Linked DNA regions of Zea mays: region 1 is linked to region 2. Evidence: chromatin contacts called from public Hi-C data. All regions are on one chromosome and are shown on one strand. Each heading gives the region's core, a stretch centred on a gene start, on an enhancer-like site or on the middle of the called end of the contact. The rest is flanking DNA. Distances are from core to core; before and after follow the strand shown. Region 1 holds the start of LOC103639299. Region 2 holds the start of LOC103639292 (heterogeneous nuclear ribonucleoprotein 1-like).

The links. A called contact is a pair of places that touch in the nucleus more often than the background predicts.
Region 1: a contact with region 2 is called in a Hi-C map of bundle sheath, with 2.9 times the contacts expected there. The contact joins the promoter of LOC103639299 here to the promoter of LOC103639292 in region 2. A contact is called at or near these places in 5 of 25 Hi-C or Micro-C datasets (bundle sheath, ear, leaf and 1 more).

The regions. Positions count from the first base shown.
Region 1 is chr1:147,330,598-147,334,644 of Zm-B73-REFERENCE-NAM-5.0, forward strand. LOC103639299 reads right to left here and starts at 2,385. Exons shown (of 11, transcript XR_004855328.1): 1 at 1,861-2,385; 2 at 1,612-1,751.
Region 2 is chr1:147,070,795-147,074,752 of Zm-B73-REFERENCE-NAM-5.0, forward strand. LOC103639292 (heterogeneous nuclear ribonucleoprotein 1-like) reads left to right here and starts at 2,540. Exons shown (of 6, transcript NM_001329432.1): 1 at 2,540-2,657; 2 at 2,760-2,800. The coding sequence starts at 2,617.

The sequences.
Region 1 (4,047 bases), core at 1,135-3,634, 260 kb after region 2:
TGCAATATGTAAACCGGTTATCATCACATTCTGATGCCACTTATATATCAAACCTTCTCACCAATTCCCTGAAGGTTGAAGCACTGTTTTTTTTACCGGAAAAGGTTGAAGCACTGTTATAAAAGATGATAGGTAGAAGGGAGGCCAATAGGTGGTGTATAGCCTTTATGAACCACCAAAAACTCTGGTGCTTAGTATGTGGGTGCACATCACAATATACCATGGGAAAATGGTCTCGAGGTCAAAATCTAACAGGATTGACAGGTGGGGTGACTGTTTTGACTTTTGACAGTATTGGAGTTGGGGACCAAAATTAGACAAATGAAAGAGATAAGGAGCCTAAAATAAAGTTATTATATGATAAATCAAGTGTAAACTTAGGAGAAAGTGCTTTTCTGGCAATGGTATAGCAAGACATTTAGGTTGGTTCCAACCCACCTAGCATTTATTGACCGTAGCACGAACTCTTCTATCGACCATTGTCGGTCTTGTCGACCGCTAAAATACACAACTTTCACTATTAGCCTATAGGTACTCTAACCTCACATTAGCTTTTCTTTTACAGACCCTTTATTAAAACATGACCCTTTATTAAAATAAAAACTCATCGAAGTAAATAATTAAACGAATAAAATTACATAGTTCATAAAAACAATTAAATATTACATAATCAAACATAAAAGTAAAATACATAATTCATAAATAAAATTACATAACTAATAAATAAAATTAAAAATTAGAAAATTCATGAATAAATTCTAATTTGTACGCTTGGTTTTATATTTTGAAATTTTGGATTTTTTTTTTTTGAAATTTGTGAACTTCAAATGATTTAAAAACATGTCATGTCACTAAATACGGTTGTTAACAACTGAACCGTCCAATATAGCGGTCGGTATTGACCGGTCCGGCACCAATGCGGTCGGTACAGACTCACCGACTGGTTAGCAAACCCACTGATGGCTAGTCAAATCAATTAATTATATATTTTTTTTGAAACTTTAGTTTTTTTCGAAATTTGTGAACTTCAAATGATTTAGAAGCAGCTAGCTGACAGGATGCGCGCATGAACCAATTAAAACATGTCATGTCACTAAATACAGTTGTTACCAACTGAACTGTCTAATGTAGCAGTCGGTCAGGCTCCAACGCGGTCGGTACCGACTCACCGACTGGTCGGCAAACCCACTGATGGCTGGCCAAACCGATCTGTTGGAGCCTGACCGATCGTTACCGACTTTTCCCCTCTCCCCAGTTGGTAACAGCTCCTGCTCCAACCAGCCTTGTGGGAGTCCTTCTAACTATTTTTTGATCTAGAACTGGGATTTATGCTCTCAAAAGAACATAAAAATATGATCTAATATGTCTAGTATTTTTTACTACAAAGTTATTTCTTGGTAAATAAACATAAAATGCATCCATCAACAGAAAAGTATGCAGATTGGTAGCTGTCAATCTACATATCCGGAGTTGCCCAATGACCCATTACTTAAACCAGCTGCTGCTGTGCAGGATGGTTGAAGCTACAACATCCAATGTCAAGATGGCTGATACAGTATTCTGAATGAAGCGTACTAAAAGATAAACACAGGTGCGAACTTGAAAAATCACCTCATCCATAGAAGAAGCACCTGCGCGAGACACATAATCAATTATCATGATTGCATCAGCAACACGCGGGGCGGCCGCCAACCGCTGTACAAGCAACGCATAAGTCCTCACATCAGGCCTTGCCCACCTCCAGCCTCCAACTGGACATTATTTGGCAAAAAAAAGCAGGATTTAGCAATCCAGGCTGAAGGCGTTGTATCTCAATTTTAGGACCATAAAAAACTCTGAAACATTAACAGGGCCCTCTACCTCCCGCGAAACCGGACCGCATGGCTTCGAAGACCGAGAGAGCGAGCGCGATGTTGCCACGGTCAAAAGCGGCGGAGACGATCGCGTTGCACTCGGGCGCGCCCAGAGCGGCACCCGCGCCTTCAACTGACTCGGCAACAATGTCCAGGACCCGGTCCGCGTCCGCCGCGCCTGATATCCGCCTGAGCAGGTCTGCGCTGAGCCATCCAGCGACCGGTTCTTCCGATGAGCCCTCTCCGGCACTATCAATAACGCCGCCTGCCGCGCCGGTCCTCTGCAGCGAGGAGGAACCGCGAGAGAGGGGGCAGAAGAACGCGAGGCCGAAGCTACCGGCACTAGTGGCGCGCGCGACTGGCAGAGATGGAAATGGAATAGGACGAAGCAGTATACGATGGGATGGCGTGGAGGGGGATAGGAGAGCGAGCGCCATGGCCGAGCGTGCGTCGTCTCCAGCGGCCAATCGTCCAGTACATGGCGCGTGTCAACTCTAGATGAGGCGTGGGTGGTTGAGACAATCCTAAATTTGACGAATAACAATATAATAATATTGTTAAGGGTTTGTTTAATACTCCCTTTCGTATCAAATTAGTATTCTCTCCATTTTATAAAATAAGGCATCCATGTTTTTAAAAAAGTCAAAGTTCTAAAACTTTGACCATTAGCAAAACACATGTATTTTTAGTGTATATATGCATGTTATATATTTAAATTTATATTCAAAATATTTTAATATGATGTTTAATCGGTATTTGTTGATGTCATATTTAAAAAAATTAATGGTCAAAGTTTCACTTTAAAAATTTTGTAAGAAAAATATACGCCTTATTTTATGGGTAAGGGTATTTATTTTAGCTCTTAAATATTGTGTCTATTTAAATATATGATAATAAATCTAGACATATATATAAAACACACATTAATTATTATATAAATCTATTAAAAGCCTAAAACGAATTTTAATTTAGGATATACAGAGTATATAGCTTCACAAAATACGTTTTTATATAACGTTGTTTCCGACAAGTTTGTAAAAAATCTCTACTATATTAAAGCACCAGTTTCAATGGTCATCCTGCGTCAATATTTAAAAAAACTGTACATTTTTTTAGAATCAACCCGCACTCCTATAATCTCTTCTTTATCTCTACTACTATAATAAGAGAGTTTTGTGCGTTGTCCCCCTACAGTGACTGTCGTATGTCATCGTGCTTGCCCTTATCTATGAAACGAACTCCCGCCACACGCAGAAACCGTCTCCGCACGCCACGCGCCTTTCTCCGCCCGTTGTCGCAACCTCGGAGCATGTCGTGAGGATAAGTCCCCGCAAACTCCGTGCCGAGCGATGCGAGGATAGGCCCCGTGAACTCCGCTTCGAGTGACCCGCCACGCCGCAACCTCCGATAGCGTGCCTGCCACGATCATCGTTGTTATAAATTTCTGGCCTCTGGCTCTCCACGTCAGCGCAGTAAAAATGGTTATCACCATCAGCAGCAGAGCTCGAATCTCCCGAGGTGGCGGGCTCTTCAGAGACTCGTGTCACGCAGTCTGGTACTGGTGTCCGACTGCTTGCCATGACACGCCCAGGTCGGACGAGGACATAGAGACATGTTGGCCAGTGGCTACGGCCACGACCCCCTCGTTGTGGCATCGACGACATGGAGACTGTAGTTGATATGTACCAGATTATATTCGGTACTAGGGTGGCCCGATCTTAAGGATAGTAGGTTGATAAATATGATGGTTGGGTATAACAAGTAATGGAATGACAAGGTAAATTTGCTGAAGAACACCGGGTAAAGGACTTTATACCTGATCAAGGTTGGAGGTGACCAAGCGACGGGAGAGAGACACCGAAACCGTGTAGACTTCGACTCGATCTCTGAACGACCGCAGAACCACAACCGGAGCTAATCCACACAATGCGAGGCACCCGTACTGGAACTCACAAGGCATGAACTAGTGGATCCCAGAGGAATCTTGTAACGATTCTTTCTTTCTTTTTCCTTTTGATTAGAAATAGCTTAAACTAGTGGTGGTTAATTATTTATTTTTGCCAAAACATTATGGCTCATGACATGTTGCATCATGCTGAGCTTAAAATATTCTTTGAAGTGTTGCACAAGTTTGAATTTATTTGAATTTGAAACCTAGTTTGAATTTGGATTTCAAAACCCTATAGAAAAATAA
Region 2 (3,958 bases), core at 1,290-3,789:
CCGCTCTCGGTCCATCATCACGAGCCCACGTGACCTTCACCTCAGCCGTCGACCACCGTTCCTGTGCTCCTCACCTGCACACCACAAGCCGACCGACATGGTTGCACATACATAATCTCACACTCTAGTCAGTCCACTGCCTACCCCAGAGTGCTACCTGTTGACAATCACTCATCATCAACCCGAACCACAAGGGACAAGGCAACCTTGTGTGCGCACTCAGATAGTTGAAAGACCTGAAAATGGACAAGAACCTCAATCTAGCCTATGCTCCCAACATTATGGCACTACTTAAGTAGAAGACTAGGTTTGGAGAAAGATGTGAGGTGGTTCATACTTTGTTTAGACCATTGAAGAATGGGATTGCTTTCCTCCATAGGCCATTGACTTCATTCCCATATCAAGAGCAGGGTGTGGATGATGATGAGGAAGAATAAGATGTGTCTGAGGATGCAACAACTCAGTAAATGCCCCCTCTTCCACCACCTTAGCATGAGTAGTACTAGCAACCACACCTAGGTACTTGATCCATATTTCCAAAATACGCAGTAGGGGATTCAGGACTACATGGTACCTTAGTTCCAAAACTTGAGGACTCACATGAATGAGTAATACAATGATTTTGACTTTAGACTTCAAGGTCTTTATGAGAGGATTGATGGTATGTCCACAACTGTTGAGGGAATGACAAAGAATATATATGAAATGGTTCATGATCCTCTGATGGCCAGGATGAATAATATACAACAAAGCTTTCAAGACAACATGAGTGCTCTGTCCATCTAGTTTGAGCGTTTGTCTACTTAGGATAATATTCATGAGTTTGATCAAAAGCATCAACAACTCCAAAATAATTTCGGTAAATTCACTTCAACCTTTGATAGTTTCAACAACCATTTCTACTCCATGTTTCCTCGTCCTCCACCTGATGGTCAATAGAAGCTGAACATGATGGCCCTCCTTTTGGGCAATAAATGCCAAAGGGGGAGAGATTGGCGACATGGGAGAGATTGATGACAAGTGGAGTTGGAGTGTTGGTGCTAGGGGGAGCTCATGAAGGACATGGACTTGTGCACAAATGCATTCATGAACTATGTTTATGTTATGTGTGAACATTTGTGATGAATTTGAGCATCTTATGATCCTTGATTTATTGTTATCCTAAACATGTTTGGTTAATCGAAGGCTTAAAATTGCATGTACCTATTCTTATGAATCATGCTATATATATTATGCCTCAATAACCATGTTGTAGGGAAATATCACCAAAACTCCAATCTTATATCTGTGTGCAAACATCAAATGAATATATCATGCACAGTTTTGAAATGGCTTATCTTCCTCTCAAGTGGAACTTCAAAGCAAAAGATAAGTCCCTCGAAACTCACACTCAAATCTTACTTATACCTAGTGTATGAGGATGATTTTAGAAACCGAATCGACCACTGGATGTGTAGAATAATGTTGTCATCAATTAGCAAAAAGGGGAGATTGTGAAGCATCTAGGCCTTAAGTAGTGTTTTGGTAATTAATGATAATTATTTGTGGACTAACAAATTCTTAGAGAAAATAAGAATACAAATTGGACCACTAGAAGTTGAACCTCGTTATAAGTCTTGGAGACTTTGGCATTGATCGTGGAATGACTCAAGGCAAATGGTATTGGATAGGGTTTTACGTTTGTCGGTCAAAAGATGATTAGAGAAGTAAATTAACCGGATTAGTAGGCCAGATATCCGTACTATTAAGAGGGGTCAATGATGGTTACTTGATTAGAAACTTATTGCCTCATAGAGCATAGAAATGTTGCGTGTGCATGAACACTAACAACACTTCTGATTCACGAAAGAAAATCTTTTAAAAAACATATTTGAAAAGGGCTAAGTGTGTTGCGTGGACTATCCGGGCCAAGAGGTTGGACCGTCTGCAAGCTAATAGAGAGGGTTACAGACTTAATATTTTTTTCAGAGTGGTTCGAAGTACTATGGAACGTCCGGGAGAAATGGCCAGACCGTTTGACAGTATTGACTAGAAAGGATCTCTTTTCTGTATAATCCCTGAGTTATTGTGCATACCGTCCAACCATAGCACTAAAATGGTATTTAGTCCATCAAACCAAACGTGTCCCTAGTTAGGTGGAAGCAAACACCCACTAAGACCATTCTCAACGGAAGTTTCATAAGAGATTTTATGACATTAATTAGTATGCCATACAGAATTTTTATGACATGACACTATATTTTATTTTATCTCATTCTATTTCATCTATTCTATTGGTTATTTGAATGTAGCATTTATGTCATGTGTTAATATACGAAATTATGTTATGAAAGTCTTTATTAAAAGAGCACAGTTCATTCTCTATTTCATCTTATTTTTATTGACGTGGTAACTTGGAAATAGTGTGATTACTGCTGAGAATAGCCTAACAGTACTATGGACGCGTCATTTATAACGGTAAAAAGTTAATAATCCACTACGTTGCACGGCGGTAGAGGAACATGTGGATATCACACGCACGCGCCTACGCTTATTAGCCCTCATTCGAAGTCGACGGCACCCGTCTTCTCTCCGCACTCGAAACCCCATCCTTGACTAGCTCCGATCTGGTACGAGATGGCCGGCAAGATGAAGGAGTTAGACGGCGCCAGCCCTGCGTGAGTCCTTTCCCCTCCCGTAGTATGACCATTGAGCTGTTTTCCGAACCATGGGAACGGTTTTCGCTGATTCGTTTTGCTATGCTTTTGGGCATCGTGCAGCAAGATCTTCATTGGCGGGCTCTCCAAGGATACAAGCATGAGTACGTGCGGATCCCCTCCAGATTTGTTTTTAGCGGATTTCAATTTTTTCCGCCGTCTTCTCCTTGTATTAGCTAGGGTTTCCTCGTATTCCTTCAGATCTGGTAGTTTGTTTCTTGTAATGGCGTTCATCATCTTTTGTGCGCACCAATTTACTCGATCCAGTGTTGATTAATTAGTTCTAGTTAATTTCGTGTCTCAGTGTATGCTTAGCATGTGACACATTTACTAAGGAAGCATGTCTAACTTGATTTAGGAGTGAGCACTGAGTTATGCCTTTTTATGTTTTGTTGATTCGGGAGAGGAGTTAGCCCTTGATTTCTTGTTTGCTGATGATTTTGTAACGTGGTAATTGTTTATTTTGCTAATTTTCTTACAGTCTCACGTTGTCGAGTTCGAATAATAGGTGGAGTTGATCCTTTCATTAAATTTGTGAGGTACATTTATACATTATATTGCTATATGCCCATGTTCTTGGGAAATGGCCTGATGCCTGACAATCTATGCATAGTCACAACGTTCCTGGGTCGGGGTCGAGGGTTGAGGTTCAACAAATGAAAAAAATACAGTACGAGGGGGTTATACCTCTTCGGGACGTGAATCTTGAATTGGGTACATGAATCTGAGTATGACGGGTCGATGATCTTGGATCAGTTCAACATATTAAGGGTCGTGATCCTTATGGGTTTGGGAAAATAAGAGGGAAAATCTACCGTCCATCCAGAGTCCCAAAAAAGCAAATGACTCTTAATCTCCTTTCCTAATATAAATAGAGGGAGAAAAGTTATCTCTTCATCTCCTGTCCCATGAGCCCCGTACTCCTGTCTCCCCAACTTCCTGTCCCTGGCTCGTGCTTGATGCTACCGTGGCGATGACGATGACTGCGCACATCAATGAACCAATTCTTGTTCCTTTTTTAAGACTATACATTAGGAAACAAATCACATATGGTTTTTTGCGGAGGGAAATCTCCTGTCACACTAATTTTCCACGTTACCTGTACAGCCTCATTATAAAACAAATAAAAATTAGAGAGCCTCATGCTCTGTTCATTGGTGCAAAATCCAGAAGAAAAAAAAATCAAAATATTCAAGCTTTATCACATGAGAGTGTCCAGAGTATCCATTCTTGATTTTGCGACAGCAGCACAGTCACGTGCC